2 separate regions of the Mus musculus genome follow, and region 2 is linked to region 1. A link is a contact called in public Hi-C data. All regions are on one chromosome and are shown on one strand. The core of a region is the stretch at or near the end of the contact, and the rest is flanking DNA. Distances in the headings are between cores, read along the strand shown.

The links. Hi-C and Micro-C count contacts between places; a contact is called where the count stands out from the background.
Region 2: a Hi-C map of embryonic stem cells shows a contact between it and region 1, with 1.9 times the contacts expected there. The contact joins the promoter of Pth1r here to the promoter of Cspg5 in region 1. A contact is called at or near these places in 1 of 39 promoter capture datasets (pre-B cells) and 1 of 484 Hi-C or Micro-C datasets (embryonic stem cells).

What each region holds. Positions count from the first base shown.
Region 1 is chr9:110,241,358-110,245,513 of GRCm38.p6, reverse strand. It overlaps Cspg5 (chondroitin sulfate proteoglycan 5), which reads right to left and starts at 1,731. Exons shown (of 5, transcript NM_013884.3): 1 at 1-1,731. It also overlaps the pseudogene Rn4.5s-ps2.
Region 2 is chr9:110,740,556-110,745,015 of GRCm38.p6, reverse strand. Pth1r (parathyroid hormone 1 receptor) reads left to right here and starts at 2,406. Exons shown (of 14, transcript NM_001083936.1): 1 at 2,406-2,790. The coding sequence starts at 2,716. It overlaps Gm35775 (a long non-coding RNA gene), which reads left to right and starts at 3,214. Exons shown (of 2, transcript XR_379891.3): 1 at 3,214-4,460.

The DNA of each region.
Region 1 (4,156 bases), core at 482-2,981:
TGCGGCCGCCTCAGCCCACGGTGGGCAGCATGAGCCGCCGCATGCCGCCGTCAGCCGCTGTCCTCCGAGCGCCGCGCCTCCCCGCCTCCCGCGCCGCCGCTGCCGCTTGCCGCTGCCGCGTTCGGCGCCGCCCCCACTCCGCCCGCCCCGCAGCACGTCGCGTTGACGCCGGCCCCTCTCGGTCTTCCTCGCCAGGGGACAGTCAGACCCCTCTGGCACGGGACGTGGAGAGCGATGCAAGCGCGGCGCGCAGGGGCGGCAGCAGAGCCACTGGGGGAAGCCGACAGGTGCACCGGCGGCAGCCCACGGGGCCCGCTTGCGCTTCCAGTGCTGAGCGCGCTGGGCCGCGGACCTGCGAGGAACCCACCCGCCACGCGCGCGCAGGGGAGGCGGGGACGTCGCGGGCTCCGACACCCGCAGGCTCGGGGCGGGGCTCGGAAGGGCCACAGGGGGCGGAAGCCCGCGCCCCCAGTGTGGAGAGAGCGGAGCCCGGGGCACGGACTGTCCGGTGCCAATCCAGAATTCGGTGTCCAGAAGGTTCTCCAGTCCGACTCTAAGTCTTCTTCCGGAGAGCAGGGAGAACATCGACAGAGCCTGGCAAGGAGGCGAATACTACGGCCTAGGCTCTAATTGGATCAGACCTAATCTGTCCACAGCCAAAGCCATTAGTTTAAATCTTGCACAGCCAGGTCCACCCAACGTGTTATCCGGTCCCCAGTATTTGGACTCCACCTTGCGTTTTCTAAATCCAGGGCGGCCTTCCGCAGGTGACCAGTACTACCCAAACCCAAGTTCCTGGTTAAACCAAGAGGTCTAGATCACTGCCAGGTGCACATGCAACGTGGAGAGAGAGGTCTCTGTTCCTAACCCAGGTTCACTGCTTACTGGGAGACCTGTTGGAAGGGAGGCAGAACTACAGCTTAGTCACCTGGCTTTCCCCGCCTCCAAATAGCCTACATATTGATGTTTTATTATCGACCTAAATGATCATGTTCAGCTCAGTCCAAGGGTTAGTCCAAGGGCGATGCTGGTGTTGATAGTCTTCTGTCAGTGACCAAATATGAACAAGATGGAGGACCATCATTTAATCTGTCTCATACCTGTCTTCTAGTGAGTTGCCTTGGTTCAACACTCCTTTTCTCTCACAAGTATGGTTGCAGCTTAGAGTCCCCTCAAGGCTGACAAAATTCCAGCAGCTAGGCTCTTATATCCTGGCTCGGAGGTGGCTATGTAGGGTCTGTATGACATCTAGAGAGTGGCAACCAGACATACGTGTCCTAGTTTGGAGTTCCAGTCAAGAGGGGGCTTGCTTACCCAGATATAATACCTATTTCTCTCTTCAATTCCTGGGTGGTAGTTGTCAAAAGTGGATGTTGGTGGAAGTTCCTACCACACAGGAGATCCTATGTAAGTCCTTTCATGCTAGGGCATGGTCACAATAAAGTCTTTTCCTACTTATGGTAAAACACTTAAGAGTTAGGGAGAGCACTTGCCTAAAATGAGTGAGACTTCAGGTTCAATTCCTAGTACTGCAAAATAATTGTATTTGCTGGTTATGGTAGCTTATGTCTGTAATCCCTGTCTAGAACCAACTAACCAACCAAATCCTTCTATCTACCCTATTTCCCACCCGTAACTATCCTTTTAAATTCTGTTTTGATCAGTAGAACAAACAAGCGAATGTGAAATATTTCCTTCCTCAACTATCTTCTCCCCTCCCTGCAGAGAAATTCTGCTACCACTTTTTTCAATTTTGTTTAAGTTGTCTGAAACTGAACCCAGGGCCTTGTGCATGCAAGTAAAGTGATGTCAGTGAGCTATATATCCAGCACCAATTTGGTACTAAGCAAGCAAGCAAGCAAGCAAGCAAGCAAGCAAACCAACCAACCTCTGGCCTTCTGCTCCTCCCTAACACTGAGAACAGAGTAATTGGGCAATGCCCATTCTGTGGTGAGAAGAACAAGATTTAGCATCAAATCTGTGTGTCCCCCGAGTTAGTCACTGGCGACTCCAGCATGAAAGGATCTGGCAAGCAGTGTCAAATGTATGGTGTGTGCGTGCATGAAGTGATATGAGAACTAGAACAAGGAAACCACCACTGCCTATCTATAGCTTCCACGTGTCCTCTATTCACATCATGCGCCATCTGGGCGCTACACATGCTTTGTATGGCAATGGCTTCTTCATGCCTCTTTCCTACTGTTTTGGTAATTTGTCTCCAAAGCCAAGCAGAGCCATAAAGACCATTGCCATGACTGCCGTACACACCCTTAAGTGCAGAAAAGACACCTGCTTCACTGATGCTACCACCACTGCTCCCATACCATGACCACACATAATTTGGTCTGGATGGAGAACATCAATTTGACTTTAAATCCTCAGTATAAACACCAACATATTCAAATTTTGGCTTTCCTTTTTAAAAGCTGTATTCATCTGAATATGGAGGCTTCTTATATCACCCTTTAAATTCATGTACACGGGTGTTTTGCTTGCAAGTATCTGCACAACACCCATATCTGGTATCCAAAGAGTCAGAAGAGTCAAGCGCTAGAACTGTTGTTACAAACAGTTCTAAGTCGCTGTTTGTGCACTACAGACCCTCATTTCCTTTCTTGCATTTCAAAAGGAGCAGGATGCAGAGTAGGACAATAGAAGCCTTGTCTCCTTACCCAGCCCAGCATCCACTTTTACCTGGGCATTTAATGCTTCAGCCCCTTGAGACCTTCCCTCATAACCCAGGTTGGCAACAATCTTTACAGACCTGAAGCCAACCTTAAATTCCTAACCCTCCTGTCTCTACCTCCCATGTTCCAGGAGTACAGGTATGCCGCTATGCTGCTATGTCTAGCTGTTACTAATGACCACCACAGAATGATCAAGCTTCTGATCTTAGGCATGGAGACAAGCGATTGCTTTTGTGGGGGGTGGGGTGCAGAATGGGCTACTAGGAATAGGTCTACTCACACCATTCCTGGTAGGAAGGGACGGGCTAAAGGGCTTTTGTGTTGACAAAACTTCCTCACAAAGACTGAGTGTTCTCATTTCAGAAAAGGGTTATCACAAACCTTGGGGTGGTTATTTTGCCAGGCAATGGTTTGTTATTATGATGCAAAGGGATTTTGAATTTATTAACTAACTCTAAAGCCAGGCCAGTTAGGAGAAAACACTCAACTAATGCAGATGACACCTGCTGCCTGGGAAGAGGACTAAGGACTTCTCAGGGACCCTGCAGGTGTTGCAGAATAAGATGACCCTTAGCTGGGTGGCACATGGTCAGTAGATGCAGGAAGATCAGAAGCTGAAGGTTGTCCTGGGATACATGAAGGCAGGGATGCTACAATCCAGATGGCTATCAGAAGTCTGTCAGTGTCAAGGCCAAGCCAGACTCACGACCTCTCAGCCCCACACTTGCTCCGTGTGACCGTAGGAGAGCCAACCACAGGTGGCTAGGAAAGGAGAAAGATCTAGCTCCCTTACTGTCAGGTGCCTACGGTGCTGTCACTACTTTGCTAAGGTTTTCACGAACTACCTTTAGGGCAGGTGGTCTCTGTCAGCACAGCTGCTCTCCATGAAGCTACAAGAGCATTCAAAAGCTTGCCAGGGGTGGGGGGCGCGGACAAGTAGTTAAGGATTACCCCCAGATTTCTTTCTTTTAATGTGTAGCCCAGGCTGGCCTCGAACTCGTGATCCTCCTGCCTCTGCCTCCCTTCAGCAAATCCTACCAGCGTGTGCCACCACAACCGACTACCTCCAATTTCTGCATAGCAGAAAAACAAACACAGGAACCCCCTGGTTTTCTCAGGAGTCAGAACAGAGTCGGCTGGTCCCAGAAGGTACAAGGGTATTAATTGTAACAGGTTCACTAAATTTCCCGTCTCATTAGCCATCCCTACATCCCTGGGACAGGGATTATCTGCGTAGCTCTGGCTGTCCTCAAACTCCGAGATCTGCCTGCCAGTGCTGGGATTAAAGTGTTACCACAGCCAGGCCACTATCAGCGTCTTCAGCCCTTTGAAAATGCAAAAGCTATGAAAGAAGTCAACCATGCCAACCACGCCTGGCTCCCGCTATCCATTCTTTCTTCTGCTTTTTCCCAGATGGCATTTCTCTCTGTGTAGCCTTGGCTGTTCTGGAGATTCGCCTGATTCCATTC
Region 2 (4,460 bases), core at 1,157-3,656, 500 kb before region 1:
TCAAGAGCAGTGGGCACAGAAGAGGGGTATGGCAGAAGAAATGTTTGAGGAAGACAAAGCAGACCTCAGGACCCATTGTCACTGAGGTGTGGGGCCATCCTTGAAGTGGAGAGATGGGGGACGCTGAGCTCATTTGCATAAAATTTTGTGACAAACCCCTGGAATGCATGGGTTTGCACAAACCCTCAAGGACCCTTGAGTCAAGTGGACATCTCCCCTATTTTACAGATGAGAAGACTGAGACCAGGATACCGGGAGAGTCCTAGTGGGCAGGACACACAATTGGTAAGTGACCAAGCAAGGATGCCATTTAACCTGGTGGTATTTTCAGGTCACCACGCTTAAAATGGCTTCCTTCAACAGGCCTTCCGTTAGCTCTCTGTTTAAGCATTCTCGACTTTCTCTGATACCTGATGCTCAGGGAGATGGTAGGCTTGGAAGTCCAAAGTCTAGAACTCTGGTGTCCAGCGTGGAGTCCATAAACTCCATTCCCATCACGAGCTCCCATCTCTCTCACTTTCCCCAAGTCAAGAGTCTCAAGACAGCCACCAGCATTTGGAGGATAACATGATGGAGGGAGGTGAAGAACAAGAATAGGTGTCCTAGCTGAACCCGAGTCTTGTAGTCTCGAATTGCCCGAATTGGGGCTAGATCGAAGAACCAGGGATGCCTAGAAAGCAGCTGAATAGGTTGAGACATCTTAAAATACCTGGAATGGAAAAGGAACCCCTCTAAACCGGGAGTCCAACGAAGGTCCAGACCAAGGAGCACCACCAGAGTCTCCGATCCGCTAGACCCCAGGACTAGGAGTGGGACAGGGGATGAAGGACCAGTCTAGGGCGGGGCAGGACTCGAGGGCGTTGGCTGCATAGCCTGGTTCTAGCTGGAGGCGGAGCAGCTTCCCCAGGGTCCCCACATAGCCAGACCAGGAACCCCATGGGTACACGGGCAGCGCCGCGGCCCACGGCGCGAGAAATACCAGGAGGCTTCCCCAGTGGCTCCTCTCGTGTGGCCGCCCGCTCATCAGCAAGGGCCGGAAGATCGGGGTAGTGGGTGGGTGGTCTGTGCTTTCCCAAAGGAAAGAATAAAGCAAAAGCGAGACAACGTCCCAGCCACGGTTCTCAGGTCCCGATGTCAGAGCTCCCTAGACTGCGTCCCCGCAACACTTATCCTTCTGCTGAAAGACCCGGGGCAGGGTCTCTGGAGAGATGTCCCGGGATGGGGGACAGCGGGCTCGGCTCTGTCCTGCACACACCCGCCTGAGAGGCAGTGGCGGGGGCAGGGGCGGAGGAGGCCCGGGGAGGGCGCGGAGGGGGGGGGGAAGAGGCTCCGGGCCGTGGGGGGAGGGGAGCAGCAGACGCCGAGGCGAGGGACGCGCAAGGCGGGCGGCGTCTCGGAGCAGCGGCCGGGCGGGGGGCTCTGGAGGCCAGGCAGGCCAGGGGGGGATCCCGAGAGCTCCATGAAGTCCCCCCGGGGCTGCGGACGGGGCGCTGGCTTGGGGAGGCTGTCGGGGGGGCCCCGACATTCATGGCAAGGCGGGGGCCGCGGCGGCGAGCTCGGAGTAAGTCGGGGCTTGGGGGATGGGGGTGGGGGGTCGGGCGCGCGGGGCGCGGGAGGCCGGAGTCGGGCAGGAGGGGACTCGGGGCCCGGCCAGGGCGGGCCCGGCTGCCCCGTCTCCGTGTCAGTCTGCGGCGCCTCCTCGGAGCCCTGTGGAGTCGCCAGCCCCGCTGCCGCTCAGTTCGGTGGCTTTTTTGGAAACTTGCAAATGTTTTCGTAGAGGAGGGGAGGGGGGAGCGAGGGAGTGACCGAAACCGAGCTTGGGGCCGTTGGAATAGCAGAGGCCAAAGCCGGGGAGCGCGGGGAGGGTGGGTGGTGGGTGGACGGTAGCAAAGGACCGACTGACAAGCAGACAGGCAGCCTCAGCGTCGGGGCAGCAGAAACGCCCGTGCCGCTCGGGCGCACGCAGCGCGGGTTCGGAAGATGGGAAATGGGGTGCAGGGGGTGAGCAACAAGGTCACGGGGGTCCAGACTGAGACGGGGAGCCGGCCACGATGCCGCGGGAGAGCCGGGAGCTGGCGGCAGAAACGCCGAAGGGCTCAGTGTGGTTGCAAAAGTCAGGATGGCATCCCCTAGTTGCACGCCCCGCGCAACTCAAAACGCGCCCCCTGCCCCGCCCCGACTCCCCTGTTGCCCACTGCCGCGGAGCTAAAAATAACAGCCTGGTCGCCCCCCGCAGACCGCGACCCCGACCCCTCCCCCGCCCCTCCCCCACTGGGCGTGGAGCGAAGCCACGGCTCCCAGTTCCCCCAAAGAGGGGGGAGAAAAAAGACAGAGAGAAAGAAAGAAAGAAAAGGCGGCGCGGGAGGGGAGCGGGGGGCGGGCCGGGGGCGGGGGGCCCAGCCATATGGATGTGATTTCTCCGCTCCGAGGCAGACAGGCCGCTCAGCAGCGCTCGGCGCCCGCCCGCCGCCCGCCCGGCCTCAGGCTGCCTCCCTCCCTCCGCCCTCCCTCTCTCCATTGCGCCGGTTCGTTCTCTCGCTCGCCCTCGGCGAATGGGCCCCGCGTCGGGCTCCGGGGCCTCCGGCCGCCCGGACGCCGGGGTCCCCTAGGCCGGGGCGTGGGCGGGGCGGCCCGGCCTGACGCAGCTCTGCACCCTCCAACCATCACCAGGGCCGGCGGCGGCTGCCCCGAGGGACGCGGCCCTAGGCGGTGGCGATGGGGACCGCCCGGATCGCACCCAGCCTGGCGCTCCTTCTCTGCTGCCCAGTGCTCAGCTCCGCATATGCGCTGGTAAGTCTCTCTCCGTCCACACTCCAACACAGGACTCCTGGAATTGCTTTGGGGTTCCTGGGACGAGTGTAGGCACAAATTCTTGGGCTCTCCTTATAGTCTGAACTTTGGGATGGGACCTCCGAGCCCCCACCCCCCCAGCCATGAACCAGGAACCCTGGTGTCTGCTCTGTTTGGGGTGTCTTACCGTAGGTTCCAGATGCCTGAAGTTTCCCCACTTCTGAAGACTTGGCTTGGGGTCCTGGGTCTGGAAACCTGTGGTTGGAGTTCCCCTACACCATGCTTCTGTGAGCATATGGCTCTGGTCGTATGTATCTTTTTCAGTGGTAACTGTGCGATTCAGCGGGTTCTGGGTGTGGAGTATCACACACTGCGCTGGGGGCGGGGGGAGCTCCGTTTTTGCAAGTTTTGTTTGCACCCGGTGCTCAAAGCTGTGTGCAAGAAGTCAGAAATCACTTAGACTTGAGGGTAGGATTTAGAGCCCTCCTCAGTTCTCTGGATCCTACAGATGCACAGATGTATGCATGAATGGGACCGCTTTACCCAAAGTGGAAATCGGTTTGCCCAGGGAGGTGGGTGTGGTACAGAGGTCTTCCAAAAGACACTGATCTCATAGCACACCTTGCAGAAGATATGTGCTGTGGGACATGAGTGTGCTGATCTTTGGGGGGTACTGTGCGTGGTCTGAGGGTGAATACCAAGAAACAGACTAGTGGAGAGGGCCAGACAGACAAAGAAAGGGGTTAGGATGAGAGCTCTGGACCCCAGCGGAAAGAGACTCAGAACAGAAGACAACTAGAAAGCTGGAACTCGACCTCATCTTGGGCTAGGGTCTGTTAGCCATTTCTCAGAGAGGGGAGATTTTCTGTCCTCTCATTCCCTTAGTGGTCCCATCCCAAGTGCCTAACCTATTCTTGAATCAGTTTTTGTGCCTGACTTTGAGGTCTTGTTGCCCCCCACCCCGTACTCCACCCCTGACCAAGGTCTAGAGAGACAGAGCAAGTAGCTTCCTTCATAGGACAGTCCGGAGGTGCTCCGGACACGGGGGAGAGAGCTATTTGCTGAACTTTCCTCAGTGACTTCTGTGTGTGTACACATATATGTGCATGTGTCTCACATTCGAGGACACAGGAGCTGTGGGGCTCCCCCAGCTCAGCCTACAGCTGTGTGACCTTCGACTCTCTTTCTGCACACCTCAGTTGCCCATCTGTGAACAGAGAGCACGAGAGAAACATTTGCCTGACACCCTAGCAGTTTGATGTCCTCCTCCTGTGCCCATAGCCTCGATTCTAGTCCAGCAAAGGACAATCAAAGCCAGAGACTGTTCAGGAGGTGCTCCGGACACGGGGGAGAGAGCTATTTGCTGAACTTCCCTCAGTGACTTCTGTGTGTGTACACATATATGTGCATGTGGCTGTTGGGTACAATATCCTTCCTCAGTGTGTGCCTGAATGTTTATCGGCACAAGGCTTTATGGGCATCTGAGTCAGTCCGTAGGGTTGTGTGTACTCGAGTTCACATGTGATTGAAGCTCTGCATCCGCACATGACTCCGAGGGAAGCACAGCTGTCTAATGCATGTGTGTGCGTGCACGTGTGCACCCTATGGGTGTGCACACGGGTCCATTGTTTGTTCATTTGTATTCAACAAATGCCTCTGAGTTTTCTGTT